Linked DNA regions of Mus musculus: all the other regions are linked to region 4. The links are chromatin contacts, called in public HiChIP or PLAC-seq and promoter capture Hi-C maps. All regions are on one chromosome and are shown on one strand. The core of a region is the stretch at or near the end of the contact, and the rest is flanking DNA. Distances in the headings are between cores, read along the strand shown. Region 1 holds the start of Slc35e2 (solute carrier family 35, member E2). Region 2 holds the start of Nadk (NAD kinase). Region 3 holds the start of Gnb1 (guanine nucleotide binding protein (G protein), beta 1). Region 4 holds the start of Agrn (agrin). Region 5 holds the start of Ski (ski sarcoma viral oncogene homolog (avian)).

Region 1 (2,700 bases), core at 47-2,546, 600 kb before region 4:
GTCAGGGTCAGCCCTGGCTGTACATCAAATCCGAAGCCAGCCAGGGATACACCAGCCCTGTCTCAAAACAAAACAAATACAAAACAACAATGACCAAATAAAACAACTCAATTAAAAAATGCTTACATAGGTGCGCATAATTCCAGAGTGTGAGAGGCAGAGATGTCTATTTCTGTGAGTTCAAGACTAGCCTGATGTACACAGTGAGTTCCAGGCCAGACAGGGGTACATAGTGAGACACTATCTTTTTTTTTTTTTTTTTTTTTTTCGAGACAGGGTTTCTCTGTGTAGCTCTGGCTGTCCTAGAACTCACTTTGTAGACCAGGCTGGCCTCGAACTCAGAAATTCCCCTGCCTCTGCCTCCTGAGTGCTGGGATTAAAGGTGTGTGCCACCATGCCGGCTCAGTGAGACACTATCTTAAAAGACAAAAACAAACAAAGGAAAGAACCCAACAACAACAAAATTCTTGCGTAAGTTTCTGAGTTGAGTTTCATTTTTAAAAATCGTTAAAACTTGGCTTGTGGTTAGGACAGAATTTCCAACTGATACGGTTCTAAAACATACGTCAATTCAACAAAATCAAACACACTTTGGTTTTGATAAAATCAAAACATCAACTCTGAAAAATGCTGAAGATACTCTATGTCCAGTGGTATGGGATATTCAGTCAAGATTTAATGATCTGTGCGAAAATTTAAAAAGCACATCTTCTCATTCGTAAGCCAGTTTGCCTTTGCTTTTAAGTGGTAAAACTGCACTGTGCCATTGTGTTCTAAAGACTTGTTTTTTGTTTGCTGAGACAGGGTCTCTCTACATAGACCTGGTTGTCCAGGAACTCACTAAGTGGACCAGGCTGGTCTCCGGCACCGGGCAAAGAATTGTTTTAAGATAGACTTAAGGTTGATTATCAGTAAACGTTTGATTTGCATATGGAAAGGGTTTTCTAGTGGAAAAGGTTTAAGAAGCTCCAACTCACTGTGCGAGATCTGAAGGAGAAACCTTACTAGTTTTCAAACAACCAAGAAAAAAACAAAGGAAGGTTTCACCAAAAGCAGAGCTGAGGCAAGGCACAACCTCAAACCTCTCCACAAAATGACCTTCAGGGATAAAAGGGGCCAGGAAGCATCTCACAGCCGGCGGCTACTTGGGGAGATCAGGCGACAGAGCAAGCGTCCTGCAGGAAGGCGGGGCCTCTGAGGCTCGACCAATGAGCGCCCCGTCGCTATGCTGCTGGCCCCGCCCCCATGGTGCTGACCCCGCCCCCATCCCGGCAGCGTCCAAGACTCGGAGAGCACGGGGGTTCCTCGCACGTTCGCCACTGAGCGCTTCTCGTCTTGTGACTTTCTGGTCAGATTTTAGGATCCTTGAAATCAAGCCCCTGGGTCTGACCTAGAGGGCGGCACCTTCGCGGCCTCAGAGGATTGGCTCCTTCACCTTGGTCTCGGTGGAACGTTCCGGAATGTACCACAGGCCAGAGGAGCGACACCTGCACGCTGGCCCAGCATGGCGGACCCCGCAGAGGTGGGACGCTCCGGAGGCGCCCACAGGAGGCCGCAAGGCGGTGCTGTGGCCCCGCATCGTCGCCCGCCCCGTGGTTTGCGGTGGGCCGCTACGGAAGGTGCGAACGCGCCGTGAGGGTGTCCTGGCTCCCCGTGGTGGGCCGCGGTGGAACGTTCTGGAAGGTGCCATTGTGTGCCTGTGTGGAGTGTGTCCTTCCCCCCCCCCCCGTAACAGCTTCCGGTGCGTCACGTCCGGCTCTCTCCCCGCCCACCCGTGTGTGTGTCCCAAATCTAAACCCTTAGGAGGGCTGTGGGAGGGCTCGCGGCTCTCGCCCTTGACTCTGGACCGCTCTGCCTAAAGCTGCTCGGCCCCGAGGCGGGCGCGGGCTGCATCTTCCGTGGGCGTGGGCTGAGGCTCTGCATAAACTCCAGTGGCAGCCCCAGAACTGAACCCCATCGGGGGCCGGGGGCATCCCGTCCTGGAGTCAGCCCGGGTTGGCACCGGGCGCGCAGGTGGCGGGCTTCGCCGGGCTGGACGCACAGGTAGGGTGGGGACAGTGATGGGCACCGGGGCGGGGGGATCGCGGGCGGGCTGTGACTGCAGCAGGCGCCGGAAAGGAAGCGATACCCAATGACAGGTGCAGGCACCCTGTCATCTGTCGGCGTGTACTGATTTTGCCTCCCCAAACGTCTTATTTTGTGCCGTGGAATGGGCGACTCAGCCAGGTCCCAAGCCTCAACTTTATTTTAGCCTGCCAGCGGTTTTTCTCCAACCGGTACTTTTCAGGCATGAAACAGGCTCTTTGCAGCATTGATGTTTTGAACCCTTGAAATGCAAAATAAAACAAAAAGTAAAACTGCAGACTGGGGGTGGGGGTGGGGGGGCCCTTGTTCAGTGTTTGTCTAGTCGCCCGCTCATGGGATGAATGTACTCTATTAAAAAAAACTGGAAAATAATTTTTTGTGCTTTTTTTTCTTTTTCTTTTTTCTTTTAAGACAGGATCTTTACAGGGTAGCCCAGTCTGGCCTTAAACTTGTGACCCTCCTGCCTCATCCTCTCAGTACCGCAATTATGGGACTGTACTACAAGTATCCCTGGTTGCAGAGCACATTTGAAAGCACACCGAGAGAATTTTAAATAGCAAAAGAAGGCCCATTAAGTGAAGAGATAGGAAGGCTTTTATATTAAAGTGATTCATT
Region 2 (2,875 bases), core at 134-2,633, 630 kb before region 4:
CAGAGAACATCCTGACTGCAGCAGGTATGGGGGGCTGTGGGGAAGCGTGGAGATTGGGCTATACAGGAAGGGCAATAGTGTGAACATCTTAAAACTACAGTGCTGGGAGTCGGGACTGCGAAAACACCTACTGGTGCACTGTGCACACTGGTGGATATCAATGCACGAGCATGTCCACCAGTTCAGCATATCCCTGGCTCAGCTACAAAGTCGGTGGCCTCCCTCTTTCCCTCCTTACAGCTGTGGGTGAGGCACGCTATTTACACAGTCGCTTCTCAACTATCAAGACTTTGTTTTTCTTTTTGAGATAGGGTCTCTAACTATGGTACCCCTGGCTGGCCTCGAATTCCTAGAAATCCGGAGCTCTCATCTCTGGGATTAAAGTAGTGAACCATTGTATCAACCAGCTGTCAGGTTTGTTACTTTCAGGCTCAAGTCCTTGCCAGTTGCCAAAGGGTGTCAGGTCACTGCTGGTGGGCCTGAGAGCCATATGAGCGCTGTCACCCGAGTTCTGCTTCTGAAAGATACCAGGTCCATGCGCTGGACATTAAGAACAACGTGGGAACAGGAGCCTGGCACGAAGCCCACCTTCCCACAAAGCTGGCCCGCGTTGTCCACATGGTCCTGGAGACCTCGCCAGCAAAAAGCAAACTGAGTGTGACGTAGGACAGGAATAAAGATCAGACCGCGAGGCAAGGAGGCAAAAGAAAGAAAGAAAGAAAGAAAGAAAGAAAGAAAGAAAGAAAGAAAGAAAGAAAGAAAGAAAGAAAGAAAGAAAGAAAGAAAAGGGAGAGAATCTGGTGGTTTTCTCTGTTGCTGCTGGGACTGAGCTTTTTGCCCCTCCTCGGTTACTCTTTTTTTTTTCTTTTTTTCTTTTTTTTCTCCCTCACCCTCTGCCCCGCCTCCCCTTCCGCCCCGACTCCTCCACCCTTTGGCCCCGCCCACTCTCCCGATCTTCCCCTTCCCTCCGGCTTAGTCTCCTTAGTTCCGTCCCTTTCCAGCTCTGCCCTCTTGCGACCTGTCCCTCCCACTCTGCCTGCCCCTTCTCCTACCCGTCTGCCCCTCCCCTTTCTCCAACCTTGGCCCCACCCCCCCGTGCTGTCTTCCGCTCCTTGTCCCCATCCCATTCCGCTATGCCCTGTTTCAGTTCCTTTGCCCCGCCTCCTACTCCTGTGTCCCGCCCACTTCCTCTCGGCCCCGCCTCCCCTTTGCCTCGCCCCTCCCTCTTCACGTCTCCCACCCCCCACCCCACCCCCCAGCCTCTGATCCTTGGCCTACAAAGGGTTTTGAAAAACCCGAAGTTTGCGTGCACGCCTGTGTAGGTGCGGCTGCGCCGCTCTCCCCACGTGCCCTGCAGCGCATGCGTGCGGGCTGCGCTTGCGCACTGACAGCCGCGGCGCAGCGGGGCTTGGTGGTGCCGGTCTCTGGACCGAGCGGCCATGGGGTGGCGGGCGGCTGGGTCGCTGAGAGCCAGGTAGCAGTAGGGCAGCAGGGACCGCCTGCTCGGCCCAGCATGTAGACGTCCACGCGGGCGCGCGGCAGCCGACGGTGAGTGCGGGGCCTGGGGTCGCCCTCTGCCCGGCGTCACTGGCCGGGACCCGTGAAGACAGGGTCACGGCGCCGGCCCTGCCCACCTGCCCGAGGCCGGGCGCTGGTGGCTCTGACGCGCCTCCCTGCGTCCGAACGTGGGTTGCAGCCAGGATGACGCGTGGTCTCGGGGAAGGAGCCTAAGGGACAGGTCTGAAGATCTGGTCCGGCCTTGGGTTTAGGGGGACGAGTCAGAGGTTCGGGTCCCGGGAGAAGCCATGTAGGCCGCCGTTCTGTTCTAAGCCAGTTCAGCGCGCAGCACCGCAGCCGAATCGGCTCCATTGGTCTTCCAGTGGGGCCTTAGCAAGCGCCAGAGACCTTGGCATGTGGGCAAAGTAGTCAGACGAGCGTTTTGTAAGCAATCGAGGTGTGAAACTCTCCAAAACCCCATCGTAAACTTGGTATCCAGTACTTGCCAGGAGCTTCCAAAGTCCTGAAGAGTCCATGGAGATGTTCCTAGAGGCTGCTGCCTCTCAGGATGTCACACTCACAGGCCGCTTGTCTTGGCCTCTGGCAGGTTTCTTCGTTATGGGAACAGGGCGTGCCCAGCGCAGTCCCAGGATCTGCCTTTGCTTGGCCAAGATCCGGCGTCTCTTTCCAGCTCTCCCAAGCAATGGGCTTTCTCCTGGCATTGATTCTGAATAGCGACTTGTTTTTCCTTTCTTGTTTGGGAAACTCTCTGTTTTGGTTCAAAACTTATTCGTTTGGCTTGCCTCTTGAGAAGAGTGTTATTCAAACTTATATTCATTGGTTTCATGTATCACTGTCAGTTTCCACGGGCCGGAAAGCTGGCATCCTCGCCTTGGTAATTAAAAGCACGGCACCTTCCCTCTGAACGTATTTGTCCTCAGCAGTGACTTCACTGTGACTTACACTGCCCATCTTGGGCTCTGGGACAGCCACGGGTGCCAATATACAGTATGACCAGGTAGCTTCTTCATTTGGAGGTGGCATCTCAGAATGCTTCTGCATTTTCTTCTTTGTAGATTTATTTATTAAAAACGATGCAGTTTTATTCATTTTTTTTCTTTTTCATCTTGTTTGAAGTGCTACAGGTCCAGCCCAGATCCTCACACAAGTGCTGTCCCACTGAGCCACAATCCATCCCCCACCCCTCCTTTTGGGTAGAAGTGGCTAACAGATAAAACAGCAGTACTTAAATGAATAGTTTAGCTCTCTAGGCATCACTTGGAGATGGAGAGAAGCAAGTGGTGGTTTTTTCCTTTTTTTTTTAATGGGAGTGGACACTTGCTACTCTACTGCTCATGAATGGAAGGAAGAGCTTCCA
Region 3 (2,700 bases), core at 191-2,690, 710 kb before region 4:
TCTCTCGGGACTGGGCTACTAAGGGGTTGGGGACATCTGTGCAGAAGTGGTATCATCAAAGGTCTGGCCTTCACAAGTTCATGGAAGAGGCACTTGTGGGAAGTTGGAGTCACAAGGGACAGTGGAGAGAATGGTGAGAAGGAAGGACCCTGTACTTTTACTTGGAGAGAGTGGGATGATGGAGCTGTCAAGAACTTCAGGTAAAAAACAGTCACAAATGACAGAGTCAGGTCTCGAACAGATGGAGTGAAGGGCATAGAGTCCCAGGGGTCAGAGGCCCTAGGGTGAGATGATAGCAGTGGTGGATATATTTGAGGTAACTGGAACCAGGCTTCTTACTCTCAAAGCAGGTCACTCAATATGCAAGGAAGAGAATATGCAGTATTTTGGAGAGACCACACACTTACTGTGATCAAGAAAAAGATACGAATGCCCACATGACCATCTGCATGTACATATATGTATGTTCATGTAAATGTATGTTTTCCCTCAGGGTGCCTGCTCAGCAATGACACTTTTGTAGCAATGAATATCCAATACCTGGTTCCTCACTTCTACCCATCCACTAGCAGAAGCTAGGGCTCGTAAAATCAGGCGTCAGATCAGGGCTGGCACAGGGAAAGTATATGAGGAAACTGTCAGGACTGAACAATGACAGACACATTTCTATGGCCCGGCAGGAAGCGCCCAGGGCAGGGAGGGGGAAGTGTGCAGACCACTCAAAGGCTGTTTCAAGAAGGAATGGGCTTCAAGGAAAGGCTGCAAGGTGCACAGAAGCTAACAAGAAGGGAAGGTATCAAGTGTGAATCATGGAAAGGTCTCAGAGTCAGCGTGGTGGCCAGGCCCCCCAGAGAGTTGTGGCTCTTGTTTAAAAGAGGGTAGTGCAGGCCAAGAGGAAATAAGAGAGGTATTCACCTGGTTTTGGAAAGGGCAGAATGGGAGTGAAAAAGTCATTGTGGCAGGAGTCATATTAGTTGAAGATGGCTGGACAAATAGGCACGACGGACCAGACCGGATGGCATGTCTTAAAGATTCTGGTGGTTAATCTTGACATCTTTCCTGTCCCACCTGGCTATTCCTACCCCTCTACCCCCGCTGTCTAGAACCTGCTAGGCCGTTCACGCACGCACGCACGCCTTTCGGCCCTCCCGGGCTGGTCATTCAGGCAGGACACACCGCCCTCTGGCTTGGGGCACATGGCACAGGAGCCGACACCGTCAGGTCAGAGCCAGAGGCCACCGAGGCCGATAGGCTGCCAACGTCCCTGGAAGACCCTTGCGGGGTGTGTGGGGTGGTGGTGGGGTGGGGTGGGGGAAAAAAATCACGGGTCCTTTAAGCCTCTCGCGCACGCGCAGAGGGAAGGAGGGGCGGGGCGGAAAGAGCGGCACGCGCACGCCGCCCGTGCGCGGTGACGCGACGTGGGGTTTCCCGAGGCTGCGGGCAGGGGCCGCCGCGCCCATCCTGATGGCTGGAGGCGTCTGAGGGGCGGACGGCGACGGCGGCGGCGGCGGCGGCGGTGGCGGGCGCGGGCGGCGAGGGCAGCGGGGCTGGGACTGGAACAGCCGCCGCGCGGACCCGACCAGCCTCGCCGACTCCTGCCCGCAGGCCGCGAGCGCGACGACCAGGCGGCGGCGTGGGCGCCAGACCGGGCGAGGGCGAGGTGAGCGCGGCTGGGGTCTGTGAGCTGAGCCTGCCCCGCGCTGGGCCAGGCCCTGCGGCTCTTCTCGCTCGTGGGTCATCGGCCGCCGTCTTCATCCTGCTCTTCAGGGTTGGGTGGGCGATCCCCGGCGTGCCGGGTGGGCGGCAGGGCTGGGGTCTCGGGGTCCGGGGGGTGAGGGATGGGGCGGAGCCGCCTGGGCCGGGGCGCAGGCCCGGGCCGGGGTCTTAGGCTCAAGGCCGCGTCCGGGGTGCGGGCCCGGAGATGCGGCAACCTGGGTGGAGGTCCTGGGTTCAAGGCCAGATCTGGGATGGGTTCTGGGTTCAAGGCTGGATCCCGGATGCGGGACCTGATCTGTGGTCTTGGGTTCAAAGCCCGTGTCGGAATTCGGTTTCCAGACTCATTCATGTTCCTGGGGTCGAGGCTGTTGCGGGGGGCGGGGGGGTCTAGGGCCTGATGCGGGATCCCGGAGGTGGTCTTGAGTTTTAAGAAAGGGAACGGGATGCAGGGCTGGGGCTCGGGTCGTAGGTTCGAGCCTGGATGGCTTGCTAAGGTGGGGATGCCAGGAGAGCCGCAGGCGCTTCTTCTCGCGGCCGAGTCCCCGCGGGAACAAAAGCCGAGCTCTGCCCTCCGGACCGCGCCTTCCTGCGGGGCGTGGGACTCGGCCGGGCGCGCGGGGAGCGGACACGGGGCGAGTCTACTGGATTCGGCCATCAACCCCTGCCGGGTGCGGGCCTACGGCTACCAAGCTTCCCAGCTTCCTTCGCTGCCGGCCTTCCTGGCCCCAGGCACCCGTAAATGAATGGGCGCCGCGTCCGGTCGCCGCGACAAGATGGCGATACCCGCCTTTGTCAGCCAGGACCGCGCCGTCCGCTGCCGGGGCTGAAAACAAAGGCCGGCTCTGGTGGCCGGTGCAGAGGAAAAGGCGCCGGGCTCCTGGGTTCGCCTGATGCATCAGTGCTGGGAGGGGACGTCCTGCCCAGAGCACTCAGAGGGTGGCCTAGTCTTTCCGCGTCTCCTCCACAGCCTCGGGTTCCCCTGGG
Region 4 (2,700 bases), core at 36-2,535:
AGCACCTAAAGAACTTTATCTACCTGCGCCCCCCACCCCCAACTATTGTGGGAGATAACCCAAAGGGGGAAAGCTCACAGTTCTCACACCTCCCCCACCCCAGCCACACCCAGGAGCAGCGGGGAGGAAGTCGGGAAAATCCTGCAGGGACTTGGCAAAGTGCCTCGGCAGGGAGAGGAGGGGGCCCAGCGGGGGGATCCCATGAACACACGGTACTCTGAAGGAAGTCACCATCCTTCTCATTCCCAAAGAGTAAGAACAAATCCTGTTTCCAGCGAAGCGATTTGAGGGACGAGGAGAACCAGCAACGGATATTCCGAGGGTATCGACCCCATACCTATTCCAAGGTGCTCTCAAATTCAGCTGCAGTTGAAACAGAGCTAATTCTACCGTATGGCAGGAGAAACCCAGTCCTTTGAGCCCCTGCGCCTCGAGCACAGGAAACTCAGCCACAGCCCTCTGCCCATTTCTCTGCTCCGGCTCGGACACGCGTTCGCTGCAGCACCTTACGCAGGCTCCCCGGGTTGCAGATTAGACCACACACCCCTGACTCCCTGCAGACCACCCCTCGCCCTGGTAAAGGCCTCGCCACAGGTCGACTTCGTCCCCCCTCGTGCCTCCCCGAGCCCTATTCGTTCCTTTTGGCGAAGGTGTACACTTGTTCCCAACAAGAAAGAGGGGCTCTGGACAAGGGTGGGGGCGGGCACGACAGCAACCGGGGCCTGGACGCCGTGAAAGGAGCCACAGCGGCCCCGCAGTAACTTTCGCACCGAGCGGCGGAGTTTTCCGGGACCCGAGCGCCCCCCCCCCCCGGAGGCTCGGCGGTCGCCGAGGGAGCTCCAGCTGGGGCCGCAGAAACGTGCCGGGTTCGTTCCCACGGCTTGGGGACGGGGTCGCAGCGGGGCGGCCGGCACGCGAAGGGCGGGCCTCGGGGACGGGGACCACGGGGGAGAGGAGCCCCGGGCTGGGAATCCAGAGGGCTGGGTCTCGTGGGGTCCGGCCGGGGCCCACCTTGCAGGAGTAGGTGTGCTGCACCGGGTCCACGTTGAGGATCTCCTCCACTGTGCCGGTGAGCACCACGTTCGCCTCCTCCTCGCGCCGCTCCAAGGCGCGCTCCGGGCACGTCCCGCTGGCGCCCGGCACGGCTGGCGCGGCCGCCGCCAGGAGCAGCAGCAGCGGCAGCAGCGGGGCCGGGAAGCTCAGCCGCGGGCGGACCATGGCGCAGCCCGGAACGGCGGGAGGGAGCCGGGAGAGCGCGCGGGCCGGACCGCTCGGGGGGCAGGACTGGACCGCAGCGCGGCGGAGGAGGAGGGAGGGCGGACGGCGTGGGTGGGGCGGGGACTGGGCGGGGACGGGGCGGGGACGGCGTGGGTGGGGCGGGGACTGGGCGGGGACGGGGCGGGGACTGGGCGGGGACTGGCGGCCCCGCCCCGCCCCCTGAGGGCTCAGCCCGCCCCCCGCTCCCTGCGACCCGCGCGGGCAGCGAACAAAGCCCGGAGACTGCGGCGCCCGCCGAGCTGGGGCGGGGGCTCGGCCGGGTGGGTGGGTGGGTGGCCGCCTTGGGGGAGGGGGAGGCGTCGCGCCGGGGCCCCTCCCCCGTCCGCCTGAACTGTCCTCCCACCGGGAAATGCAGCTGAAGTCAGGTTGATGTATAATCGAGGGGCGACGTGCTGGGAATTCCAAGGGGCTCGCCCGGTCTGCACAGGAGACGCTGGCGGAGCCGGACCTTCCCTTCCCCAGCCTGACGCTAGGGCTGCGCGCAGAGGGCCCCGCGGCTGTCCCGGTGCCACCACAGGCCACGCCCCCTGCCGATGGCCGGTCAGCGGTGACTGTGCCGAATGCGCCCAGACCCGCCCAGTGTGATGCTCCTTGTGGACTTAAGTCTTCTCCAGTCTTGCTACAGAACCGTCCCCGCCCCCTCCGTCTCTCCCTCTGTGGACCAGAGCTTCCCCAGCTTGGCCTGGCTAAGTGCAGGATATAAACCGAGGCCCCCGGGAGCCAAGCTAGCACTAGACCTACAGGAGGTTGAAAGAACGCGCAGGGCGGTGGTGGCGCACTCGGGAGGCAGAGGCAGGTGGATTTCTGAGTTCGAGGCCAGCCTGGTCTACAAAGTGAGTTCCAGGACAGCCAGGGCTACACAGAGAAACCCTGTCTCAAAAAACCAAAAACAAAACAAACAAACCGAGAGAATGGGTGGGGGGGGGGGGGATAGGGGATTTTCTGGATAGCATTTGAAATGTAAGTGAAGAAAAAAATTTTGGAAAAAAAAAAAAACAAAAAAAAAACGAGAGAAGACACTATGCTATCTTCCATAGGCTGTTGAGCCAGAAGCCAGAGTGAAGTGTGAGTGTCAGCAGCTCTTCCTCCTGAGAAAGACTCCACCTTCTGGACCCAGATTTGAGGTCGCATCTACACAGTGGGCTCCAGCGTTGCTAGATCTGGCATCACCTAATCCAGATAAGCACAAACACACCAACCAGAAGGGGGTCTTCTGAGGTTCCACTCAAATTCTCTTAAAGGTCTGAAGGACCACAGAAGGACTTGTACTGACTTGCTTGTGCCCTAAGCGCACTCAAAGGCCCGAGTAAGCTGATAGAGGAAAAGACAAAGAGCCATCAGGCAGAAAGGGGGGTGAAGCTTTTTCAAATTGGGTGCCTCCTATCTGAGACATGATGTCCTTTGTGGACAGATGAGCCTCCA
Region 5 (2,700 bases), core at 12-2,511, 970 kb before region 4:
ACCTTCAGAGCTTAGCCTGAATGGTCAAGGGCTATGAGCCCCGAGAGGGCTCTCCCGTTTACTCTACTCCATAAGAGCAGCGCTCAGACAACACGAAGATGGCCTTACCCACAAGAGACCGACAAGCCCCCTACTTTTCTAAAATCAAATCAACCCAAGGCCTGATAAGGTCGAACCACGAGCCCCAACCTTTTGAACCCAGAGGACCCAGAGCAGAAGGACCCCACCCACCCACCTTGAGCATAGTTTGCCAACCCCCAAGACCCGGGGACACTTACCCGGGGCACCCTCCGCTTGTACTTGTTGGCATAGTCGAACTTCTCCTTCACGTCGTCCAGGCAGCGGCCAAGGCGGGCCTGCTCCTCCTTGCCCGTGTAGTCCTGGCTCAGCAGGATGTAGGCCCGCCAGTTGGCTGAGTCGAAGCCCCAGTGGCAGGTCCGGTTCTCCAGGGCCTTGTGCGAGTGTACAACGAACTTGTGCGGCGGGTACATGAGGCGGCAGTCGAGGCACTGGATGCAGGCAGCGCTGGGACTGCTGTACAGCTCGGGCACCAGCAGCCCTTTGCACTTGCCGAAGCACTCGTGGTACACGCGGACGCTGCGTTCGCTGAGCTCCAGGCCCAGCGCCAGGCTGGCCGCCAACTCCTTCTTGCAAGGCGGCGGGTAGGCGCCGCCGTAGAGCAGCGCGTTGCACAGGCGCTCGGCGTCCGTCTTAGTGATGAGCCCGCAGGAGGGCGCGGAGAAGGGCAGGATGCCCATGACTTTGAGGATCTCCAGCTGGTCGGCGGTGCAGCGCGAGCAGTAGATGTGCAGCTCATCGCACACGGAGTTGATCTGCTGCAGTGAGAAGTCGCGCAGCACCGAGTTGAGGATCTGCGGCAGGCACAGACGCTTCTCACCTCCCACCACGAAACAAGAGATGGTCTCCCCTTCCAGCACGGTCTCACAGCGCTCGGTGGAGCGGTCCGACGGCATGAAGAAGGGCCCGGGAAGCACGGGCGGCGGCGGCTGGATGGCAGGCAGGTGCAGCACGGGCGGCGGCTCCGCGGCAGTGGGCACCGGCGCCGGCACTGTGGCCGCACCCGCCTCCTTGGCGCTCTCCTTCTTGTAGGCCTCCTGCGCCCAGCGCGCCGAGAAAGCGGCCGGGCCGCCCAGCGAGCTCATGGAGCTCAGGTGGAACTGCTCCAGCGTCTTCTGCAGCCCCGGGTGCGGCTGGAAGCCGCCCCGGCCGGCCGCTGCAGCTTCCATGGTGCGATCGGGCTCCCCCGGCCGCTCCCGCTCCCGTGCGCCCGGGCCCCCACGGCCTCCGCCGCCGCCCCGCGCACCCCGCCGCCGCCCGCGACCGCGGCCACGACCGCCCCCCGTCGCCGGTTCACGGCCGATCACGGCCCCGGCCTCGGCCTCGCCCGGGGGCGCGAAGGCGAAGGCGGGCGGGGCGAAGGGGTCCCGCCGCTGGAGCCCGCCGCCGCCCGGGCCCGGCGCCACATCCACGCGCCCCGCGCCGCGCCCGCCGCCGCCCGGGCCCCCCGCGCGCGCGGCGCGCCGCCGCTGCCCCGCTCCTCCCACCGCGCGGCGCCCGCTCGGCTCGTCCCGGCGGTGCTGACCGGCCGCGTCGCGCCCGCCGCCGGCCCCTGGCGGCCTGCCCGCCCGCGCGGCCGCCTGCCGGCTCCCGGCCGCCCGCTGGCCCGCGCGCGCGGCTCCCGGGACGGCGGAGGCGCCTCTGGCCCGCGGCCTCAGAGCGCCGCGGCGGCGCGGGGCTCTGCGCACTGGGCGCACATCTTTCCGGCGGCTCGCTCCGGCTCGGACTGAGCGCCGGGAGCTGAGCTCACGCCGCCGCGCGCCGCCCCGCCCCGTACCGCCCCGCCCCGCCCGCGCCAGCCCCGCCTCCCGCGTTGTTTGTTGCCGTGCGTCCGCCTCAGCCGGAGTGCGGGCCAGGAATGTGACCAGCTCCGGGCGGGCTCTTCCAAGAACGCGCGCTCCCCCTCCCGGGCTCAGTGGCGCTCGGCTACGCCCGGACCGGACTCGGCCAAGCTCGGCTTTGTCCGCCCACAGCTCGACTCCGCTCGGCTCCCCCGTACCGGAGCTCGGCCCCTCTCGGCAGTGCTCGGCCCCGCTCGGCCCTACTCGGTACCGGCTCGGCCCTGCTCGGCCCTACTCGGTCTCGCTCGGCCCCGCCTTGTGGAGGCCACTGGAGGCGGCCACAGCGGAGGCGCCTGGGGCCCCCCTTCCGGCCGAGGCCGCTTCCTGCGCGGCTGGGAAGACTCCGGTCCTGCTGCCACCACGGTCTTGGGGCCCCCGAAACCCACAAGGCCCCTGCCACAACCACAGGCCAGCTGAGCGGCGGTCCGCAGTAGATCTGCGCCGCTGCCGCCCTACATCCCGGGGTTCCCGTTCTAGGTAGACACTGTGAAGTAACCTTCACTCCCCACACTGCTGGACGTCGTGCTCCACGAGACACTCATAACAAGGACACCACAAAACAAAACCCAGGTTCCCTTCCTCATAGCAAGGATGCCACAAAACATTCGGGTTCTGATACAAGAACGTCTCAAAGCACCCTAGGGTCGCCACACAACCGAAGTTCCTACCCCCATATGATAGGGGCAACACAAACACGCATTCCAGGTGACATAAAGGACACCACAGAACACTCATGCCAGGTTACTCTTATGTTGAGAAGATAGCTCAAAAACCCATGTGC

The links. Promoter capture Hi-C pulls out the DNA fragments that hold promoters and counts their contacts. HiChIP or PLAC-seq counts read pairs in DNA pulled down with a chosen protein or histone mark.
Region 1: a contact with region 4 is called in a promoter capture Hi-C map of pre-B cells, with 2.5 times the contacts expected there. The contact joins the promoter of Slc35e2 here to the promoter of Agrn in region 4. A contact is called at or near these places in 3 of 39 promoter capture datasets (fetal liver, pre-B cells and stem cell-derived epiblast-like cells) and 1 of 9 other capture datasets (liver).
Region 2: a contact with region 4 is called in an H3K27ac HiChIP or PLAC-seq map of embryonic stem cells, with 8 read pairs. The contact joins the promoter of Nadk here to the promoter of Agrn in region 4. A contact is called at or near these places in 1 of 484 Hi-C or Micro-C datasets (myocytes) and 1 of 115 datasets of contacts at active chromatin or transcription factors (embryonic stem cells).
Region 3: a promoter capture Hi-C map of fetal liver shows a contact between it and region 4, with 6 times the contacts expected there. The contact joins the promoter of Gnb1 here to the promoter of Agrn in region 4. A contact is called at or near these places in 4 of 39 promoter capture datasets (fetal liver, liver, pre-B cells and 1 more), 2 of 484 Hi-C or Micro-C datasets (both in embryonic stem cells) and 2 of 115 datasets of contacts at active chromatin or transcription factors (memory CD8 T cells and pancreatic cancer cells).
Region 5: an H3K4me3 HiChIP or PLAC-seq map of embryonic stem cells shows a contact between it and region 4, with 6 read pairs. The contact joins the promoter of Ski here to the promoter of Agrn in region 4. A contact is called at or near these places in 3 of 39 promoter capture datasets (liver, neutrophils and pre-B cells) and 1 of 115 datasets of contacts at active chromatin or transcription factors (embryonic stem cells).

The regions. Positions count from the first base shown.
Region 1 is chr4:155,600,120-155,602,819 of GRCm38.p6, forward strand. It overlaps Slc35e2 (solute carrier family 35, member E2), which reads left to right and starts at 1,297. Exons shown (of 9, transcript NM_177186.4): 1 at 1,297-1,619.
Region 2 is chr4:155,562,432-155,565,306 of GRCm38.p6, forward strand. It overlaps Nadk (NAD kinase), which reads left to right and starts at 1,384. Exons shown (of 12, transcript NM_001159637.1): 1 at 1,384-1,548.
Region 3 is chr4:155,489,921-155,492,620 of GRCm38.p6, forward strand. It overlaps Gnb1 (guanine nucleotide binding protein (G protein), beta 1), which reads left to right and starts at 1,441. Exons shown (of 12, transcript NM_001160016.1): 1 at 1,441-1,660.
Region 4 is chr4:156,196,203-156,198,902 of GRCm38.p6, forward strand. It overlaps Agrn (agrin), which reads right to left and starts at 1,286. Exons shown (of 36, transcript NM_021604.3): 1 at 1,012-1,286. The coding sequence starts at 1,218. Gm46878 (a long non-coding RNA gene) reads left to right here. Exons shown (of 4, transcript XR_003955191.1): 4 at 2,316-2,700.
Region 5 is chr4:155,221,274-155,223,973 of GRCm38.p6, forward strand. It overlaps Ski (ski sarcoma viral oncogene homolog (avian)), which reads right to left and starts at 1,262. Exons shown (of 7, transcript NM_011385.2): 1 at 279-1,262. The coding sequence starts at 1,247.